3 separate regions of the Mus musculus genome follow, and regions 2 and 3 are each linked to region 1. Evidence: chromatin contacts called from public promoter capture Hi-C data. All regions are on one chromosome and are shown on one strand. The core of a region is the stretch at or near the end of the contact, and the rest is flanking DNA. Distances in the headings are between cores, read along the strand shown.

What was found. Promoter capture Hi-C pulls out the DNA fragments that hold promoters and counts their contacts.
Region 2: a promoter capture Hi-C map of pre-B cells shows a contact between it and region 1, with 4 times the contacts expected there. The contact joins the promoter of Ssr1 here to the promoter of Eci2 in region 1. A contact is called at or near these places in 3 of 39 promoter capture datasets (hippocampal neurons, liver and pre-B cells).
Region 3: a promoter capture Hi-C map of pre-B cells shows a contact between it and region 1, with 2.2 times the contacts expected there. The contact joins the promoter of Txndc5 here to the promoter of Eci2 in region 1. A contact is called at or near these places in 2 of 39 promoter capture datasets (liver and pre-B cells).

The regions. Positions count from the first base shown.
Region 1 is chr13:34,992,621-34,995,514 of GRCm38.p6, reverse strand. It overlaps Eci2 (enoyl-Coenzyme A delta isomerase 2), which reads left to right and starts at 1,371. Exons shown (of 10, transcript NM_001110331.1): 1 at 1,371-1,501; 2 at 2,285-2,447. The coding sequence starts at 1,458.
Region 2 is chr13:37,992,842-37,995,795 of GRCm38.p6, reverse strand. It overlaps Ssr1 (signal sequence receptor, alpha), which reads left to right and starts at 1,588. Exons shown (of 8, transcript NM_025965.4): 1 at 1,588-1,791. The coding sequence starts at 1,713.
Region 3 is chr13:38,527,166-38,529,943 of GRCm38.p6, reverse strand. It overlaps Txndc5 (thioredoxin domain containing 5), which reads left to right and starts at 1,460. Exons shown (of 10, transcript NM_145367.4): 1 at 1,460-1,756. The coding sequence starts at 1,536. It overlaps Gm31834 (a long non-coding RNA gene), which reads right to left and starts at 2,041. Exons shown (of 2, transcript XR_382215.4): 1 at 1-2,041.

The DNA.
Region 1 (2,894 bases), core at 122-2,621:
GGAACATTTCCTGGCTCTTGTGACCACCAGGCCTGGGTGTCTGTATCAAATCCCTTCTTAGACAGCACTGCTCACGTGCAGTCAAGCCTCTAAGGTAGGACCTAATTGACCCACACACCTCCTTCTCCAAGGTCTTTATAAGAACCAGGAGTGGAGATTCGAACTCTGGTGAGATCTTGAGGAGGATTCTGCCATTCTCACTCTAGTACAGAAACAAAACTCTCAGAGACATGCCCGGGCATCTTGACTGCACTGTAAAGTAGATCAAAAGCATACCCAATGGCTCTTTTTAAAAAAATGTATTTGTTGTAACTTTTTTGTTTTACTTTGTCTATTTATTTAACTGTCGTTATGTAATTGGTTTTGCATACTGGTATTATGCATACCATCTGTGTGTCTGAGGGCTGTTTAGGTCATAAAATGTGTCTGTCCCCTTGGAACTGGAGTTATGAATGGTTATGACCCACCCTGTAGATTCAGAGAAACCAAACCCGGGCTTTCTGCAAGAGCCACGACTGTTCTCAAATAGCCTAGTCAATTCTCTAGCTCTACCAATTAGCTCTTCCGTGGCTCTCTATTACTCTTAGCACAGAACATATATATATTCATATCAAGAATTTTATCTACGTGCAAAGAGGATCATTTGAGTCGGCAGGGAGGTCTAGGACTCACTATGAAGGTACTTTACAATGCTAGTTCCAGGTCTCACACACTACAAGAGCTTCTTAACGTGGGCGCAGTGATCCTCAAGCTCAACTAATACTCTGCTCAGTGTGGTTCCCTTTCCTTGCGAACTGCCCCACCCCCACCCCAATCTTCAGCCAGACGTGGTGTTTACTGGAGGTGGCCTCTGCTAAGCATGAGAATCACCTTAGGGGCAAACGCCTACATTAATGAAGCTTATACCGTTTCATGTTCAGCTTAAACTTAATTGTGCAAGATAAGCATATCCAGGAGCACTCTTGTCCATATAATCTTTTAAACATAATGTTCCATGACCTTAGACTGAACGTGCTCAGGAGCGTGCTCCTAACTAAACATTCTGGGAGCTGTCCGGTTTGTAAATAAATATGCTTAGGCTCTCTGATTAATATTCCGAAGAACACAGTGAACCGCCTCCGTACCCTGTCCCTCTTTGCCAGATCTTGTGCCAATCACCTTTGTACGGAGTTGGACCTGGGCCAGGCATTCTAGGCTCCTCCTCGAAACCCGCCCATTCTCAACTCTGAAGGAGTCGCTAGTCGCACCCCTGCCCAGGGCTCACATCCAAGATTATCTCCGCCAGTCTTTTTGTCCCCGGGTCCTTTCACAGGCCGAGCTCACATCCTGGCCCCGCCCCTGAACCCTGGCCCCACCCACGCCCGGAGCGCACCTCTGGCTCCGCCCCTTCCCGGTCTTGCCCTGCAGTTTCTGCTGGGCCTAAGCCTCCGGGCTCAGTTTGACCACAGTATCTAGCTATGGCGGCAGTGACCTGGAGTCGGGCTCGATGCTGGTGTCCGAGGTAAGCTTGCAGCCTCGACTCTCCGGCCCAAAGTCGCCAGCGGGAATTTTCGCCCGCCCACGGAGCCGCCCGCTTTGTCATCTGGCCTGGCTAGCGAGACAGCAGGATATTACTTTGACGATTTCCCAGCGAGAGAGCTCTAAAGAGTGACCTCGAAGGTTCTTCCTCTGCTGAGTCCCAAAGGGTAAGGATGGACGCGCTCCGGTCGCCTCCGTCGGTGCTTGGGTCCCCGGGGCACCCAGGCCTCCAGGCCCAGCCCGGGACTTCCTAGGGCACGCACGCAGTGCCTTGGCTAAGATGACACTTTGTCCAATATTGCTAGTTAGCTCTGAGCGCTGCTGAACCAGTGTGGGGTTTCAAGCAGTAAGCTCACTTTGTTCAGAGAAGTGGCTGGAGAGAGTGCTCCATAAGTAATAACCCAAAGAACTATGGAGCAAAGTGAACCGCTGTGTGACTTTCTCAAAAGGCAAAACTTACCCTCCATTTGAATGAGCGTGCAATAAGCGTCAGTGGGAAGTTGCTTACTTAGGGAAACTGTTGGGGTTTTTGTTGTTGTTGTTGTTTTTGTTTGTTTGTTTGTTTGTTTTTCGAGACAGGGTTTCTCTGTATAGCCTTGGATATCCTGGAGCTCACTTTGTAGACCAGGCTGGCCTTGAACTCAGAAATCCGCCTGCCTCTGTTGTAGATGCATGCTGTTCTGATCAACATGAGTTGGAGCCAATCAGTAATCCTGTTGCTGCAGAAATAAAAGGGCAAGGAACAAACAGAAACCACTATTTGTAGTGTCCTGCAGGTCTTCAGATTACAAGTGGCTAAACTGCACTTGGGCAGACCAACAATGAGAGCCAGTCAGCAGGACTTTGAAAATGCATTGAACCAGGTGAAACTCTTGAAGAAGGACCCGGGAAACGAAGTGAAGCTAAGACTCTATGCACTGTACAAGCAGGTAATAGACTGAGCTCTGTTGTAACTTAAACGCATTTTGAGCAAATGATTCCTGAATTTGATACGTTTCTGATACGTTTCTAACACTGTTTCTAACATTCCGGTTGCATGGCTGGCTCCCCTTTGGGGTGTATGTATGCAGGCTTTATTTTGTTTTGTTTTTCATATTAGGCCTTTATATGCTATTAAAGCACAGAGTAGCCTCCTCTGCTTCTCTCCAGAATAAAGAGATTTGGAAGATACACCATTTATATTCACATGTTTGGAGCCTGCTTGAGCCCTTCCTAATGAGAATAATTCACTGGGGCAGTTGGATAAACTTGAATACGGACCGAGTTTTACCATCATTTACCAGTGTCCTGGTTATCGTTAACAGTGCCATGATTAATTATATAATAAAATGTTGGTGTTTCGGGGAAATAGATAGTATTTAAGGATGAAATAGTAT
Region 2 (2,954 bases), core at 339-2,838, 3.0 Mb before region 1:
TCTGAAAAACATCCTTTCAAATCTATATCATCTCTTTCAATGCTAAACAACTTAAGTTTGCTTGTGAGACTATAATTAGTCTTCAACCCCATCAAATATCCAAGATCCTCGTATTTAACCCGGGAGTGTCTCCTGGCACAAGAAACTGACAAGGACTGTAACTGAGGGGATGGTACAGAGACACTGTCCTTGTACCGAAGATCTCACTGTCTCCCTTTCTGAGGTCTGACTTCAGGTGGTGGCACTTCTGACTCCTTAATGTTCATAGAATTTATAGACAGTCTCTTTCCCCTGTTCAGGTCAGACATGTGTTCATCTGATCTGAACCTACTGGGGTTAATTAAGTTGAGATATGGTCTGTGACTTCCACTTCAGTCATCTTCAACAATTCTGAGGGGAGTTTATTTGTCCCTCTGTGGCTCAGAGGCTCCAATGATCCTGGTGGCTGCTTAACCTGTGTAGTGGTTTGAATGAGAACTGCCCCAGTAGGCTTGTGTTTGAATGTTACATCCCAGTTGGTGGAACTGTTTGGTAAGGACTTATGTGAGGAGGTGCATTGTTGGGTGTGGGCTTTGAGGTTTCAAAAGTCCGTACCATTGGACTTACCTCTCTGCCTTGTCCTTTGGGGCTGAACATATAAGCTCTCAGCTTCCACGTTAGCACTGCCTGCCTGCTCCCATTCTCTCTGATGCGATGGTCAGGAACTCACCCTCTGAGACTGTAAACAAGCCTACAAATCAAACACTTTCTTTTATAAGTTGCCTTGGTAATGGTATCTCTTCACAGCAACAGAAAAGTAACCAAGACAGTCCCTGAATCAGGATTGTGGCTGGAGGTTCTCAGCGCAGCCACTACATCCCGAGTGTTTCACACTGACCAGCTGAAGTTGCCAGAAATATGCCAGAAGTGAGATCTTTGGCGTAGAAACTGCAGAAAGGCTAGGTAATTGCTAAGTTTGGGTTGTTAAGAAAAATTACAGAACTGAACCTCTAATGATCAGAGTTCAAGCCCAGAACCCATCTAAAATGTGGAGAGAATCAGTTCCCTAGAAGTTGTCCTTTGACTGACCTTTACATCTATCTGTGCACTGGCAATTATACACCAGAGAGACAGTCAAATTTAAAAGAATAAAACTCCAGAACTCCGATTGTTTATTGCAGGGGGGGTAGAATTTTGTGACAAGGTATTAACTCTGTAGCCCAGTCTTGCCCCGAACTCGCTACATAGCCCAGGCTGGTCTCCAGCTCGCTGCAATCCTCCTGCCTCCATCTCTCAAACTCTGGGGTTACAATGTGAGACATCACTTTCGGCTTTTTATTTTTATTTATTTATTTTGTCGTTATCCATATCCTTTACTTTCTGTCTTTCAACTGCCACACATGCGGGAAGTTTCCACTCCTTGGCCCCTCAAAGCAACGGGGGACAAAGCGATGCTAAGCATCTGGAAGAGATAAGCCTGCTCAGCTAGGCTCTCGCGGGAGCCCGTAGGCTCCCCTGGTCCCCGCCACCGCCGGCCACGTGATCTCCCGGCCCGCAGGCCCCGCCCCTGGGCGCTTAGAGGCCACGTCGACGGTGGCGGGGAGGGGCGACGGATGGCGCGCGTGCGTGCGTGCCCCGCCCCTCCACCGCGGCCCGGATGAAGAGTAACGCCATTACCGCCAGAGCCTCCGAGAGCCCTAGCGGACCCGCACCGGACGCTGACCGGCCGTACCATGAGACTCCTCCCCCGCCTGCTGCTGCTGTTCCTGCTGGCCTTTCCCGCCGCCGTGCTGCTCCGAGGCGGCCCCGGAGGTGAGAGACGCGGGGCTGGGTTGGGGACCGCGGCCGACCCCCGGCCCGGCTCTCGTGGGCCATGCTATCCCCCGCCCCGGGACCCCCCGCAGCTCGGCGTCCTCAGCGAGCGCGGGCCCGAAGCCCGCGGTCCGCAGGACCCACGCCAGGGTCGGCCTCGCTTCTCCGCCCGCGCTCGCCGCGGGCCGCCCGTCCCCAAGCTCTGCGCTGACGTGTCGCTAGCCACACGCCGGCGCGCCTCCATTCATTCGCCCACTGTAGATTCTTCTCCTCGGCGCGTGGATCGTGTTCGCCCGGCCCCCTCGCTCGCCCATCGCGGTCTGTGTGGACCGCGAGGCTCGGTGTCCAAATCCGTCCCCTTCCTCCGGCTGCTTGTCAGCCGCTACCGTAGAGTATGGCCGGATGGCCTCCTCCTTCCTTTTCTAATTTCTCTCCCCTCCCCTCCCTTTTCCAGCCAGTTTTTGCTGGTTGAAAATATGCTGCGAAAAAGTTATTTCGAGCTTTGTAAGTTTATTCTTTCCAACGATTGACCTGGGCTAAAAACTTGGCAGAATGTAAAAACGTAGAAACTTGTTCCCCCTTGCCCGCCATGTCCATTAATTTTGCTAGTTTATAAAAACAACTAGTTTGAGTGGTCACCAGAAAGAATTCCTTTTCTTTCTCTAAGTTTCTGTGGCCCAGGGCATGAGAAATAACGAGCCATGTTATGAACTCTTTGGCCAAGCACACAGAAGTGCTTGGCTTCTACTTAGTAACTAGTATGACTTTGAATTATAGCTGTTAGGGATTTTGGCTTGGGAGTGTGGTGGTGGGGACATAAGACAGATGTTGAGACCGAGTCTCATGTAGGTAACCCTGGCTGCGTTGTAAGTTGGTGCCCTAGCTAGCACGTCCTTGAACTTATGATCCTTGTGCCTGTACCTCTGGGGTGCTGGGTTTCAGGGTGTCACCACACCCCGTGGATGAAGTGGTGGGGATGAACCCAGGGCTTCCATCGTGCCAGGCATGCAAGGCACATATGCACACTACAACCTTAGACCATTGGGGTTTTCTTTCTTTCTTTAAATCTGGCTTTTGATAAATTACCTGTAAACTATGAATGAACTGTTTTAACTCGGGAAAGTAAAAAGACTTAAAAAAATCATGGTTTTAAAGATAGTGTT
Region 3 (2,778 bases), core at 211-2,710, 3.5 Mb before region 1:
GCAATGAAGTGAGAGAAGTATTGAGGAGCATAAAGCTTTGACCTTGACAGTACAGATGACATGGCAAGAGTTCTTGGATTTCTGGTCACCAGCAAGCCTCACAGGACACGAGGCATGGCAGAGCACATCACAGGAGGCCTTCAAGGACAGCATCAGGGATTTCTATTTTAGTCTGTATGCCAAGGCTACTGGGCAGAGTTGGTGTGCTGGTTCAAGTTGGAGCAACAAATTGCCATAGTCAAAATCACGTGGGCAAAGGATGCTCATAGAACTTCTCCTGCGATGGGCAAGTTTAGGTCTGTTCAGGTTAGGAAAGCCGGAAGAAGCGTTTGGCTGAACTGTGCTTACTCAGAATGTGAGGGCACAAAGGGAGAGAGGGGGCAAGCAAGAGATGCTGCAGTTTGGTGTTTGGAAAACCATGGTTAAACATTTACAGGTGGACGAACCTAACATGAGAATAGTTACAGATGATGTGAGTTTCCCTGCCCCTCCCTTTACCACCACCCCCAACTGTTGCTAACCCAGGCTTTTGGTTTAGGGAGGCTGAGGCTAATAAAGATCAGGTGATTTTCAGAAGTGTTGCTCAGAAGTCCAATACAAGATGGCCATGTACTCTTCTTACTATGCCCGTTGCTTTTTCCCAATAAAAGATCACCATATATATGTCTTATGATGCCAGCTTCCTTTTCATCGGTACAGAGCATAGCTCTAGGACCTCTCTCAAGTGTCTAGTGGTTGTTTCGTTCTCCCTAACTTAGCTCCAGGTTTTCAAGGCAGGGCAGGGAGCTTAGATTGCCACCCGACTTAAAGTTCAAGAGTTGGCGTGGGTCCATGCGCCCCAGCCCAGGCGTTAGCTCTCACCCAGAACAGCTGTTGCCATTCATTTTCCTATCCAGGGTGAGTTAGGGCACACAGGGCACTAGCCAGGGCCTGAAGGAAGGGCCACTTTGACTGCCTTTCCTTTTCAAAGTGAAGGCAGGGCAGGATAACAGAGGAGGTGCTCTTGGGAAGTGGTTTCATCACACCCCCTGAGGCCAGGCCCTCAAATCACAGTTGAGCTTTGGCTAAGAATCTGACTTATGCAAGAGCAAACCCCACACACGTTTGCCTGATTTCCTCCTTTCTGCTGACAGCAGCTCAGCTTGGTCCTAAACTCTCGGGTCTCTTGGTGTCTGATTAGTTATCAACAGAAGCTGCCACTGTTCCATAGCTTGGCAGCTTGGCCTCTTCGTCCCTAGCAGGGAAAGGCTGATGAGGAGCTTGGGAAGGAGAATGAGCTCAGCGGGATGGAAGGGAACCGGACTGAGATAGCGCTGGAGGTGCTGCACAAGGACCCCAGGACCTAAGCGACCTCTTCCTGGTGGCTTTCAGCAGAAGACAGCAAGTTGCTAGGTGAGCCGGCGGGACAGGGGGCGTGGCTCTGCGAGCGGGGGCGTGATTGAGGCGTGGCTCTGCGGTCGTGGGAGGAGCCGGGGCGGGAGCGGCGCCGCGGAGGGGACCCGCGGCACGAGCGAGAGCTCGCCAGCCCCGCCACGATGCCCCCGCGCCCAGGACGCCTCCTCCAGCCGCTGGCCGGGCTGCCGGCCCTGGCCACGCTCCTGCTGCTGCTCGGGGCGCGCAAAGGCGCCCGGGCCCAGGAGGTGGAAGCGGACAGCGGGGTCGAGCAGGACCCGCACGCCAAGCACCTGTATACGGCCGACATGTTCACGCACGGGATCCAGAGCGCCGCGCACTTCGTCATGTTCTTCGCGCCCTGGTAACTGCAGCTCCAGCAGGCCGGCGGAGCCCGATCTGGGACCGGGGACCAGGGACCTGGAGCCGGGGACCGGGGAGAGGGCGCGAGGCCGCGCAGGCTGCGCCGGGGGCGTGGGCCGCGCTCGGGCCTCGCCGCTGACGTGGCGCTAGCCGCCGGCCTGCGAGCTAGGAAGGGCGGGCCCCGAGGGGAGACCCGGAAAAGCCTCTCCACCCCGCCACACTGCTGGAGTCCAGGCATCCCCCGCTTCTGTCCCCTGCCCAGCTCCCCAAACTTCCTGTGCTGGCCGGACGCGGCGGGAGCCCGGCGTCCACGTGCCCTATCCTGAAGGGTTCTTCCTGCTGGCCCATCAATATTGGGTTGGATTGGAAATCTAAGGCCCCCTCAAGATGTGATTGCCCACTTTGTGTGTCGAGGGTAGGAAAAGATAGCCTAGGTCGGGAACTGAGACTTCCCCGGCCCCTGGAGTCCAGCGAGGTGCCAGTTTTGGAGTCTCCGCTGCACGCTGGAGTGGATGTGAGCTGTATTCTCAAGGCCTTTAACTCTTTCACCTCCTGTTCTCATTTGGGGCCCGGTCATTTGGAAAGTGTGAGGTCGAACTGTTCTTCCTAAAAGTCATAACTTCAGGCTTCCATTCTTCGGTTGGGGCTTCCTGGTGCACCTCACTACCCCAAGAATTAGTCTAGACATAGCAGTGCTTTGCTACTGGGGCCTAGATGCTCAGAGAAAGAAGTTCTCCGGTCCACAGCAGAAAGCGGTATTTAGAGCACAGGCTCTTGAGATGTGGGATGTTCTGGCTGTGTTTATTGCTGAGCAAAGTACTCTTCCTCTAGCTCAGTAGGGACTCATTAAGGACAGGGGGTTAAGCAGTTAAGAAAAATGTGCCTGTGGAATCCAATGTAGTCAGTGATTGTATTTTTCTAAAGTGGGAGAAACTTTGCCCATAACCCTAGAGCGGGCTATTACTGCATTTCAATTCGTTTAGTGTTAAATTAACTTTGTGGGGGAGGGGATCATTTTGGCTC